Linked DNA regions of Sus scrofa: region 1 is linked to region 2. Evidence: chromatin contacts called from public promoter capture Hi-C data. All regions are on one chromosome and are shown on one strand. Each heading gives the region's core, a stretch centred on a gene start, on an enhancer-like site or on the middle of the called end of the contact. The rest is flanking DNA. Distances are from core to core; before and after follow the strand shown.

Evidence for each region. Promoter capture Hi-C pulls out the DNA fragments that hold promoters and counts their contacts.
Region 1: a contact with region 2 is called in a promoter capture Hi-C map of liver, with 4 times the contacts expected there. The contact joins the promoter of TMEM38A here to the promoter of OCEL1 in region 2. A contact is called at or near these places in 1 of 5 promoter capture datasets (liver), 2 of 47 Hi-C or Micro-C datasets (heart right ventricle and liver) and 1 of 2 datasets of contacts at active chromatin or transcription factors (alveolar macrophages).

The regions. Positions count from the first base shown.
Region 1 is chr2:60,957,954-60,963,547 of Sscrofa11.1, forward strand. It overlaps TMEM38A (trimeric intracellular cation channel type A), which reads right to left and starts at 2,574. Exons shown (of 6, transcript XM_021083580.1): 1 at 2,356-2,574. The coding sequence starts at 2,479. SMIM7 (small integral membrane protein 7) reads left to right here and starts at 3,579. Exons shown (of 5, transcript NM_001244720.1): 1 at 3,579-3,638; 2 at 3,721-3,762; 3 at 4,236-4,288. The coding sequence starts at 3,613.
Region 2 is chr2:60,442,389-60,448,188 of Sscrofa11.1, forward strand. OCEL1 (occludin/ELL domain-containing protein 1) reads right to left here and starts at 2,628. Exons shown (of 6, transcript XM_003123490.4): 1 at 2,506-2,628; 2 at 1,988-2,164; 3 at 1,671-1,858; 4 at 746-911; 5 at 463-516; 6 at 1-238. The coding sequence starts at 2,574. The coding sequence ends at 116.

The DNA of each region.
Region 1 (5,594 bases), core at 1,324-3,823, 520 kb after region 2:
ATGGCATATGGAGGTTCCCAGGCTAGGGGTTGAATTGGAGCTGTAGCCATTGACCTACGCCAGAGCCGCAGCAATGCAGGATCCGAGCCACGTCTGCAACCTACACCACAGCTCATGGCAACGCAGGATCCTTAACCCACTGAGCAAGGCCAGGGATTGAACCCACAACCTCATGGTTCCTAGTTGGATTCATTAACCACTGCACCAGGACGGGAACTCCCAATGCCTCCCTTTTCTAAGGGGAGGCATGTACCCCAGAGCAATTGTAGTGATACTTGGGATAAAGCAGACCTGGTGTTTTGGGTTTTTTTCCACTTTTTTGGCCACCCCTTGGCATAAGTAGTTCCCAGGCCAGGGATCAGATCTGAGCCGCAATTGCAACCTGAGCCACAGCTGTGGCAACACTGGATCCTTAATCCACTGTGCTGGGCTGGGGATTGAACCTGCCCAGTGCTCCCAAAATGCCGAAGATCAGGTTGCGCCACAGCGGGAACTCCAGACCTGGGTTTGAATCCCAACACTGTCATCTACTTGGGACCACAGACTCATTGCATATGTATATTAGTTTAGCCTCTATTTCCGATTCCCCCAGTTATGAAAGGAGGGGGTTGAACATTGAATGGGGTAAAGGGATCTCAACCTTGATAGCATACAGCATCACTGGGGGGAGGGGAGCTTGAAGCAGGAGCATGCCAGGGTCCTATCCTAGATATTCTGATCCAGGTGGTCTGGAGCAGAGATGAGGTGGGGATTTAAGAGCCCCCAGGGGCCTCTAAGGTGCAGCTGGGGTTCAGAACCATTGAACAACCTTCAGGAACCTTCAGGCTTTGGTACTTCAAGTTCAGATGATTTACTCTGTGAGTCCAGCAGGAATGTCCCAATCCCTCCCACACCCTCCCAGCCAGCCCAGAGACCTCTTTCCTTCCAGAGAGTTGTGTTCTACATCTTTATGGGGCTTCTGCCCTCCACAATTTTAGATTTCCCAATGTGTATTAGGTTCTGTACTTGCCCAGGGGACTGGCCTGAGCCACCAGGAATTCATCTGTAGGAAATACAGCCCCGTGTCAGGCTAAGGCAATATAAAGCTTATTTTGCTTTGCAAAGCAACTGCTTTCCAGAAGAGCTTTTAAAGAAATAGGCTCTGGCATGTGGATGAACTAAAATAAAATGGAAAAAAAAAAAACACTTGGCAGGCAGAGTATGGTCCTATTTGCATAAGACATGTATTTCCATCCATAACTACAGAGGTATACATGCAGAGAAGAGAGGTCTGGAAAGGTGGCCACCATGTCAACTGTAATCATCTCTTTTTTCCTTTGGGCTTTTCAGTTTGATTTTTTTTTAATATATATGAGCGTCTATTTTTATCATCTTTTTAGAAAAACTATTTCCACTGAGAAGAGAATATAGGGGTAATTTACATTTAAACAGGGGAGAGGTTCACAAAATTTGGGGTAATGGGTCTTTTTTCTAAAGCTAAACCCTGTTGTCCTTCTAGTTTGCTGGTGTGCTAAAATTATTAAAATACTAGGAAAGGAAAAAAACCACTCCCTGAATCTTGTATAAAAATACAAGGCATTTTTAAGGAGGCCATCTGCCATCACAACCCTGGAAGCTGGGTCTTCCAGCGCAGCGATTCTCCTTGAGGGTCTGCAGCTGGTGGGAGGAGGCTGACCCCAAATCACCCTGCCCTAGGGCCAGTACTACTCAGTAAGTGCAAAGGATCCGGACCAGAGCTGGAGGAATTCCCGCCGGGCTCGGAGATCTAGCACAGCTTCGGCTCCATGGCCACAGCAGGGAGGGGGCACCGGTGTCACTTTCTCTGAGCCTGATCACAGCCCCCAGCACAGCCGGCCCTTATATAGACACTCAGCTGCCACTCCGGCTTCTCACGCCAAGGGCAAGGAGGGAGGTCACGGCTCCGGGCAGCCAGGACATCTGGCCCGGCCGAGAGCGCCAACCCCCGCCGGTGCCCTCACCACGACCTACGACCCTTGCCCAAGCACACGTGACCCTACCCAGCAGGACCCCAGACCTTCTCTCCTTGCTTCCTCCCCAGTACCTGCTCCCCCTCCTTTGAACAATCACTTTCCTTCCCTCTGGCTTGCATCAGCTTCCCTTCCCCCAGCCCCGCAATCCCAGGGGCTTCTCCCCTTGCCCTCCCTCCAGTCCCTACCCTCTTCCCGCTCCCGAATAGGAGAATCTCACGATCCCGGCACCTGCCTGCTCCCCCGAACCAGGCCCTGGGGCTGTCCCCTCCCCTCCACGATCCAGGCCTTTCTCTTCCTCCAGACCCCCAGGGTTTACCCCCGTCCCTTTAATGCCAGCCCTCTCCAGCCCCCAACCCAGGCTCACCTGGCTCATACTTGAGGTAGATAATGGAGACGATGAAATAGCTAAGGTCGAAGACAGGGAAGAGGGGCACCCGCGAGAAGCTGAGCGCCAGCTCGCCCAGGCTCAGCGCCGAGAGCAGCTCCATGGCGCCTGACGGGTCGCACCCCAGCCCCCGGCCGGGTGCGTCCAGCTGCCCGAGGCCCGGCGAATGCGCCCCGCTGCTGGACCCGCCCCCGCCCGCCAGGCACCGCCCCCAACCCGGCCCCCGCGGGAGAGGAGGGGCTACCGCTGGCTTCGGAGCGGGTCTTGGGACAATCCTGTCCTACGGAGCCCTGTCGGTCGAGTGTCACACAGTCAGTCCCTTCGGCCATCACGACCCCCAGCCCAGCGAAGTGGGCTTCGAGGGGTCCTTGTGGTGTGTGAGTTGGGCAGGGGAGCTGTCTTTGTAGGGGGACGAGATTCGCTCAGCACAGGGCCCAACAGGCAGGATGGATCATCAAGGACCGGTTCCCGTGGGGCTCGATTAGGACCCTCGTCTCTGTGGAGCCCCTAGATCAGGAGGACCTCCGTCCCTCGTGGGGCCGGATCAGTTGTGAACCCCATAATCCCGTGCACCAAAGGGCCCCTTCAGTCAGGACCCCTGTCGTCTATAAAGCTGTCATGATCTCAGCCCTCTGTAAGTCATGACATCTGTCCTCCACAAGGAACCCCGTCTTCCAAGGGAATCGGTCAGTTGGGACCCCTGCCCCCGGTACTGCCCGTCTAGTGTGGGATCCCGGCTCCCGTGGAGCCCGGGAGGAGGCCCTTTTGGAGTCCAATCAATCTGGGCCTCCATGCCCTGGAGAGCCCACTCTGTCAAGACCCATTCCCCTATGCAGTTCAAGGATCAGGGGACCGTGTTTCTCCAGAAGCCCCATCCGAGACCCCAACCCCACAACAGAAGCTGCTGCTCTAGTTCTCCAGCGCGCTGGTCCCTCAAGCCTGCGCGACTGGCTCGCAATTGGTGAACCAAGTCTGCCCCCAGATGGCTCCGCCCCTGGGAGACGTCAGGACCCCGCCCCGCCCTTTCTTGGTTACACTCTGGACCTCCCCAACAAGGAGCGGCGCTCTCTCTTTCTGAAGGGGGTTTGGTCTACAGCAGGCGGGACCCTGACTGCCTTGGTCTTTGATTGGCTCAGCCCTTGCCAGAGCTGCTTCGAGATTGGTCGGCTCGTGTTCCTCTCCCCTCCCTCCCAGAGGCTTCCGCTTCCTGTTCTGACGGACACTCCGGCCGTAACGATGATCGGGGACATCCTGCTGTTTGGGTAATTAGGGGGACCGGAAGATTGGGCCAGAGGGCCCGACGGGGTGAGGGGCGGCCCATGTAACCGTATTCTCCCTCTGCAGGACGCTGCTGATGAACGCCGGGGCGGTGCTCAACTTTAAACTGTGAGTAGGCCGCGTTGGACCGCAGCTCCATCCGGGGGACCCGTAGCCCCGCCCCCGAGAGCTTGAGCCCTTCCTACGCCGCGGGCCCTGCCCTCGAGTCCCAGCCCTCTGGCCCCGCCTTCATTATGGGCCATCCTCCTGTGACCCTCCAGGCCACAGCGACATGAAATCGGACTCTCCTGAGATCCCTCTGCTCACAAGCACGAGAGCCTCAGGCCCATCACCCAAGAATCTCTTAGCCCTAGCCTGTACCCTCAACCCCGCATCTGGCACCTTCGGACCACCCTCTCCACACCGTCCGTGGCTGCAGGCATAGCTGTGATGGGCGGGGCAGGGAGGATTATTGAACAGCGAGGTCACACAGCAAATCAGCGGTAAGGTTAGAGCTCCCCTCTGAGCTGGGAGTCAGGGCCCGGGGACTAAACGGTTTCTTTGTCCTGTTGAAAGTAGACGCTGTCTGCTTCTCCTTATAGGAAAAAGAAGGACACGCAGGGCTTTGGGGAGGAGTCGAGAGAACCGAGCACAGGTAAGGCCTTCTTTCTGAACTCTGGAATTGGTACATTTCAGCGAAGACAGTTCTTTCGCACCAGTTTTCTTTTTAAGTATGTGTGTGTGTGTGCGCATGTGCGTGTGCATGTAGTGGGCCTGAGTTTGTGATGTTCCTTCTATCCACTTCTGTCACCCGCTTCTTTCTCCTACCAGACCTCCCTGCATAGGTCAGCACTTATCTCACTTATTACAGTTATAATTTTTCTTTATGTGTGCTATCATCTGGTAAAGTCGCCCCTCACACTTGACCTTACACTCCAGAGAAGAGGCTCCAGCTTGTTTTGGCTCATCTCTGTGTCCTTGCAGTGCGAAGATTCCCACCATGAAGGAATGAATGAATGAGTGAATGAACAGCCTCACAAATAGCTATTATTTTCAGCATGCTGTGGACCTGTTTGTTTAATTTTCAATTAGATTGGTTTTCAGGTAAATCAGGAGATGTCATGTAAAAATTCAGAGGTCTGATTTTTAAGAAAAATCAGAGCACTCTACAACTGAGTTCAGGCGACCTTTTGGCACCTATTGAATGGGAGTCGAGATGCAGGACCCCACTGAAGCAGGGCATGTGACCTCTACCTCAGCCCAGCCCCAGCCCTCTTATTTTTATGTCATTCCATCTGCCCAGCCCATGGAGGCCCTAGAATTTATACCTCCTGCTGAATTGATTTGTTTAACTACTTGGAGTCTAATGGGACCTGTACATGCCTGTTGTATCCATTCATTTGTTTTCCAAGCATTTATTGAGCACCTGCTGTGTGCCAGCCACTGTGCTGGATGCTGGGGGCCCAGCAGGGCACAAGACAAATAAAATTCCTGCCTTTGGGTTGCACTATCATGGGGTGGAACAGACACTTCTGAAACAAAGAACAGACAGTGAAGGAGAAGGTGTCAGGTGAAGATAGTGATGGGGTGGCTGCTCCGGCTGGGTTGTGTGGCAGGAAGGCCCTCTGAGGAGGTGACACTGCAGTCAAGGCAGTGGGTGCTGTGATGGAGTGTTGCACAAGGACAGTAGGAACCCTGAGGAGCAGTGAATTTGAAGATGGACAGCTCTCCTCCCTGGCAGCCTGCTGGGTAGTAGCTGCCTCGTTAGGTGCTCCCTCTGGGTGTTTCACTCCACCTCCATTCTAAGAAGCATTCCCCCCCCCCCACCTTTTACAGGAAACTGAGGTTCAGAGATGTGGCCCATCATGTTCACGGCTACACAGTTCACTCATTCATTCATGCATTCATTCAGCAGCTGTATAGATTGCTTACCCTCTACATGGAAGGCACTGTACCATCCC
Region 2 (5,800 bases), core at 1,378-3,877:
AGGCGTACCCCAGGGGTGGGCAACAGCGAGAGCTAAGGCCAGGAGCTGGGCAGAGAAGTAAGGGAAGGGCCCCGAGCCCCACCCCATGTTTCTCTCTGTCTCTTGGCTAGGACATTCAGAAGTACACAGAGCCCTCGCTGTCTCCTTGGTCATCAAACTTCTGGATCTGCATCTTCAGGTGCCTTAGTTTGCCCTTTAGGTAGTGGCAGCGAGCCTGCTTGTCCAGGAAGCTGGGGTCCTGAGTAGGGCAAGAGCCAGGGAAGTCCTTTTGGCAGTCTGGCCTGTGGCTCTCAAGCTGCTTGACCCTTTGCCTTTCCCTCTCTGAGCCTCAGTTCTCTTTCCTTGAAACAGGGCACAAGCGTCCCAGCCTCATGGGGGAGAGAAAGAGGGAGAGTGTGTATGTGTGTGTGTGCACAGGCGTGTGCAAAGGCCAGGCTCTAGGACTCAGGAGGCATGACTCACCATCTGCTTCTTCTTAAATTCCCTCCAGACACGGGCAGCAACATGGGCCTCCTTCTGCAAGGGGAGAAAAAGGGGGTGCTCAGGGAGCATGGGACCCAAGGATGGATGGGAAAACAGGCTCAGACAGACAAGGTGGACCTCAAGGGCTGACCTTGGCCCATGTGCTGTGGTGCCACCCAGCCTGAAGGAGAGGCCCAGAGATCTGAACCCAACGGATTTCTGGAGGCCAAGGTTGAGCCACATGGAAGGGCTATAGCGTGGGGTTTTCCACCTGGGTGCTGACCTGGCTTTGGGGTGGAGGCAGTGAGTTCAGCAGGGCCTGCAGCTGCTGGAGCTTTGCCTGGGCAGAGCCCACCTCCTGCTGGAGCTCCAAGAACTCTGAGTACTGGTCCTGGAACACTGCAACATAGCGGCTTCGATCCGTCTCACTGCTCACTGATGGGTACTTACTATAGGGTGGGAAGGGAGTCAAAGTGCGAGTGTAAAGAATCTCTCTTTTCTCCATTCAGTGCGATTTTGTAATTTTTTTTCTTTGTCCATGTCGGATTCTTTGCCCCAAGCGCACTTTTTCTCTTTTTACTATTTGGTAAACTCTTATTTACTTGGCAAAACCCAAACCTCAGAGTTCCCACTGAGGTTCAGCAGGTTAAGAATATGACTAGTGGGAGTTCCCGATGTGGCACAGCAAAATGAATCTGACTAGTATCCATGAGGATGAGGGGTGGATCCCTGGCCTCGCTCAGTGGGTTGGGGATCTGGCATTGCTGAGGTGGCTCAGATTCCACGTAGCTGATGTAGGTCAGCAGCTGTAGCTCCAATTCCACCCCTAGCTTGGGAACTTCCATATGCCACACATGTGTCCCCAAAAAGCAAAAAAAAAAAAAAAAAAAAAAAAGTAATATCACTACTATCCATGAGGACATGGGTTCCATTCCTGACCTTGCTCAGTGGGTTAAGGATCCCGAGTAGCTGCAAGCTGCTGCATAGGTCGCAGATGCGGCTCGGATCTGGCATTGCTGTGCCTGTGGTGTAGGCTGGCAGCTGCAGCTCCGATTTGACCCCTAGCCTGGGATCTTCCATATGCTGCTGGTGCAGCCCTAAAAAAGAAAACGAACTAACAAACAACAACAAAAAAAACAACCACCCTCCCCAACCTCAGTACTCCTTCCCTGTTCCCAGGCATCAGGAACCACAGCAGAGACACTCACAGCTCATAGTCAGGAACTGGGTGGAGCCTAGGCATTTGTTCCTTGGGGACGGCTCTAATAGACTTCTTGGTGCCCAGGGGCAGCTCATCCTCAAATACAATCTTCCTGGGCCTTGTTCTGTGTGCTCCGGGCTGGGGCTGGCACAGAGGGCGAGGCGCGCTGGGTTTGAGGCTTCCAGGCACCGGTCGCTGAAGACGCCGCAGGAATCACGATTTGGAGTTAATGAGGGTATCGGGAAGCTGAGATCCCTTAAACAGGGGGGAATGAATCCTTATGCCTAGGTCCAGCCTGTGGGCTCGCCTCCCATTCAGACTCACCGGGGGACCAGGGCCAGGCGGGTGGGTCTGCAGGTTTCCCCGGGAGCCGCAGGTGTGGAGGGGCTCCCGAGTGGGCATCGGCTTCCGGGCGGCGCCGCTCGGGCGCCCCCGGGCCGGTGAGTGGGTCCTTCGGGGAGAGTCGTGGCTCCCGCGTGGCGGGGGCGGTCGACGCGCGGCCTGTGGACACGGAAGAGGACGCGCATGGAGGACCGTGAAATAGCAAGGACAGACAGGAGGTGGATCTTGGCGCACCAAACTCTCCATCCGCTAGCACGTTCTCCAGCTCCGCCCTCATTTGCATAAACCCCCTCCGCCGAGTGCGTAACCCGGAAGAGCGCTATGCAAATGATCCGTTACGTCACCGCCCAGCCCAGGTTTGGCTCTATTAACCCCGGCGCTGCCATTGCCATAACCTCTCCCGCAGGAGTGTGCGAAGCTCAAGGACCTCGCGCGGAACAAAACCTTCGGGATCTCCGGCCCGACTGCAGGCTGTAGGAACTACTCCCTCCCCTGGTCACCTGTCCCAGTGTCCGGGGCTCCGAGTCTGGGTCCGCTCCCGAACAGGCGCTAGAGTCCGTGTTGTGCATTAACTACCGGCTGGACTGAACTGGCTCGGTTGATCAGCAGGGCGGGGGCGGGGCCTGGCGGTACAGGGTGTGGCTGGCGGTGAGGGGGCGGGGCCTGTCGAACGGGGACGTTGACCCACACCCTTGAAACTCAGGTTCAAGTCCAACGGAGACCACTGCCTGCTGTGTATTTGGGGCCAGACTCCCTCTCTCTGACCTCCAGTTTATTTGTCTGAAAAACTGGTGGTTTTGGAGAATTTGCAATTATCTATTTACTCAGTGATTATATTTTAAAACTATTTCTTTAAATAATCACTGGAAGCTTGCATAGAAAATTTAAATAGGGGAGTTCCCATTGTGGCTCAGTGGCTTAAGAATCCGACTAGTATTCTTGAGAATATGGGTTCGATCCCTGGCCATGCTCAGGGGGTTAAAGCTCTGGTGTCGCCGTGAGCTACGGTGTTAGGTACAGGAGGCGCCTCCCGTCCTGCATTGCTGTGGCTGTGGTGTAGGCCAGCAGCTGCAACTACCAATTCGACCTCTAGCCTGGGAACTTCCATATGCTGAGGGTGTGTACCTAAAAAGACAAAAAAGATAAGAAAATTCAAGTAGAAAAGATGCTTAGGGCAAAGCGAATTTCTCACCCATCTTAATTTTTTTTGTCTTTTCAGGGCTGCATCCGTGGCATATGGCAGTTCTCAGGCTAGGGGTTGAATCCTAGCTGAAGCTGCTGGCCTACACCACAGCCACAGCAACACCAGGTCCAAGCCTCATCTGTAACCTACACCACAGCTTGTGGCAACACCAGATCCCTAACCCACTGAGCAATGCCACGGATGGAACCCACGTCGTCATGGATACTAGTCAGGTTCATTATCGCTGAATCACAAAGGGAACTACTCTCACCCATCTTTATCCCTTGAGGCAGCAGTTAATAGTGTCTCCTTCTGGATATATCTTAATTCAGTAACAAATAAATGTTCCTCACTACTACAGACAATATGTAGAAAGAATATTTCAGTGCACATTTCTTTGGCCAATTATGGAAGATTGTGTAGGATAAATGCCTAGAAGTGAAATTGCCTGGGCAAAGGGACCTGGGTATTATAATTTGGAAAGATATTGTATCCCTGGCCTTATTCAGCGTGTTAAGGATCTGATGTTGCCATGAGCTGTGCTGTAGATCACAGACGTGGCTTGGATCTGGCATTGCTATGGTGTGGTGTAGTCCAGCAGCTACAGCTCTGCTTCAACCCCTAGCCTGGTAACTTCCATCAAAAAAAAGAAAGAAAGAAAGAAAGAAAATACTGTCAAGTGGCTCTTCAGTGAGGCTGTGCTACTGATGTTCTAATCAGCTGGTTTTCCCACAATCTTTGCAAACCAAATGGTATCACAGTTTCCTGTAAGTGTATTTTCAGTTTTAAATCTTGCCTAATCTATGAGTGAAAATATTCAGAAACCTTTTGAATTTCTTTTCCTGTTTATTTCCTGCAAATTTTTTTTCCTTCTTGATTTTTAAGAGCTTTCCATATATTAATTTAACCAGGCAGGGAGTTCCTATTGTGACTCAGTGGGTTAAGAACCTGCTTAGTATCCATGAGGATGTACATTCAATCCCTGGCTTCACTCAGTGGATTAAGGATCCAGGGTTGCCACAAGCTGCTGTGTAGGTCGAAAATGCCACTAGGATCTGGCATTGCTGTGGCTGTGGTGTAGGCCGGCAGCTGCAGCTCCAATTTGATCCTTAGCTTGGGAACTTCCATACACCAAGAGTGGGGCCCTAAAAAGACAAAAATAAAACAAAAATCAAAAAACCCATGGGCAGTGTGTCCCTCCCTGTCCCCAGGCATGTGGAAGTTCCTGGGCCAGGGATCAAAACAGCGCCACAGCAGTGACGTAAATCACACTGGCAGATTCCTTTTTGTGTCTTTTTAGGTCCTTACGCAGGGCACATGGACGTTCCCAGGCTAGGGGTTGAATTGGAACTGTATCGGATAGCCTACACCACAGCCACGGCAACTTGGGATTCAAATCGAGTCTGTAACCTACACCACAGCTCACAGTGGATCCTTAACCCACTGAGCAAGGCGAGGGATAGAACCTGTGTCCTCATGAATCCTAGTCAGATTCGTTTCCGCTGAGCCATGACGGGAACTCCTACATTGGCAGATTCTTTTTTTTTTTTTTTTGTCTTTTTGCTATTTCTTGGGCTGCTCCCACGGCACATGGAGGTTCCCAGGCTAGGGGTCCAATTGGAGCTGTAGCCACCGGCCTACGCCAGAGCCACAGCAACGCGGGATCCGAGCCGCGTCTGCAACCTACACCACAGCTCACGGCAATGCTGGATCCTTAACCCACTGAGCAAGGGCAGGGATCGAACATACAACCTCATGGTTTCTAGTCGGATTCGTTAACCACTGTGCCACGATGGGAACTCCTGGCAGATTCTTAACTTGCTGAGTTGCCATATCTTTTCTGTTACTATCATGGGATCTTCTGATATATTTTGCAGCTTTTCTTTTTTGCATATAGGAAACTATTCATTAAGTTCCTCACTAGTTTACTAAATTCTCTTATTGAAATAACTTATTTATTTTTATTCATCATTTATTTTGCTTTTTAGGGGCGCACCCATGGCATATAGAAGTTCCCAGGCTAGGGGTCCAATTGGAGCTACAGCTGCCAGCCTACGGCCACAGCCACAGCAATGCCAGATCCGAGACACATCTGAGACATACACCACAGCTCTTGGCAACGCCAGATCCTTAACCCACTGAGCAAGGCCCAGGGATCAAACCCGAAACCTCGTGGTTCCTAGTCAGATTCATTTCCGACGCGCCACGACAGGAACTCCATATTTATTTTTATTTTTGGCCATATCTTAGCATATGGAATTCCTGGGCCTGGGATAAGATTTGAGCCATAGTTGCTTTCTAAGCCATGTCCCATCACTCCGAAGATGCCGCCAATCCTGTTGCACCACAGCAGGAACTGCTGAAATAGCTTTTTAGTTTGCTTGGGACTATTTTTAATTTTATTTTATTTTGCTTTTTAGGGTCACACCTACAGCATATGGAAGTTCCCAGGCTAAAGGTGGAATTGGAGCTGTAGCTGCTGGCATATACCACAGCTATAGCAATGTGGGATCTGATTGGCATTGCAAACTACACCACAGCTCATGGAGATGCTGCATCATTAACCCACTGATCGAAGCTGGGATTGAACCAGAATCCCTGTGGACACTGGT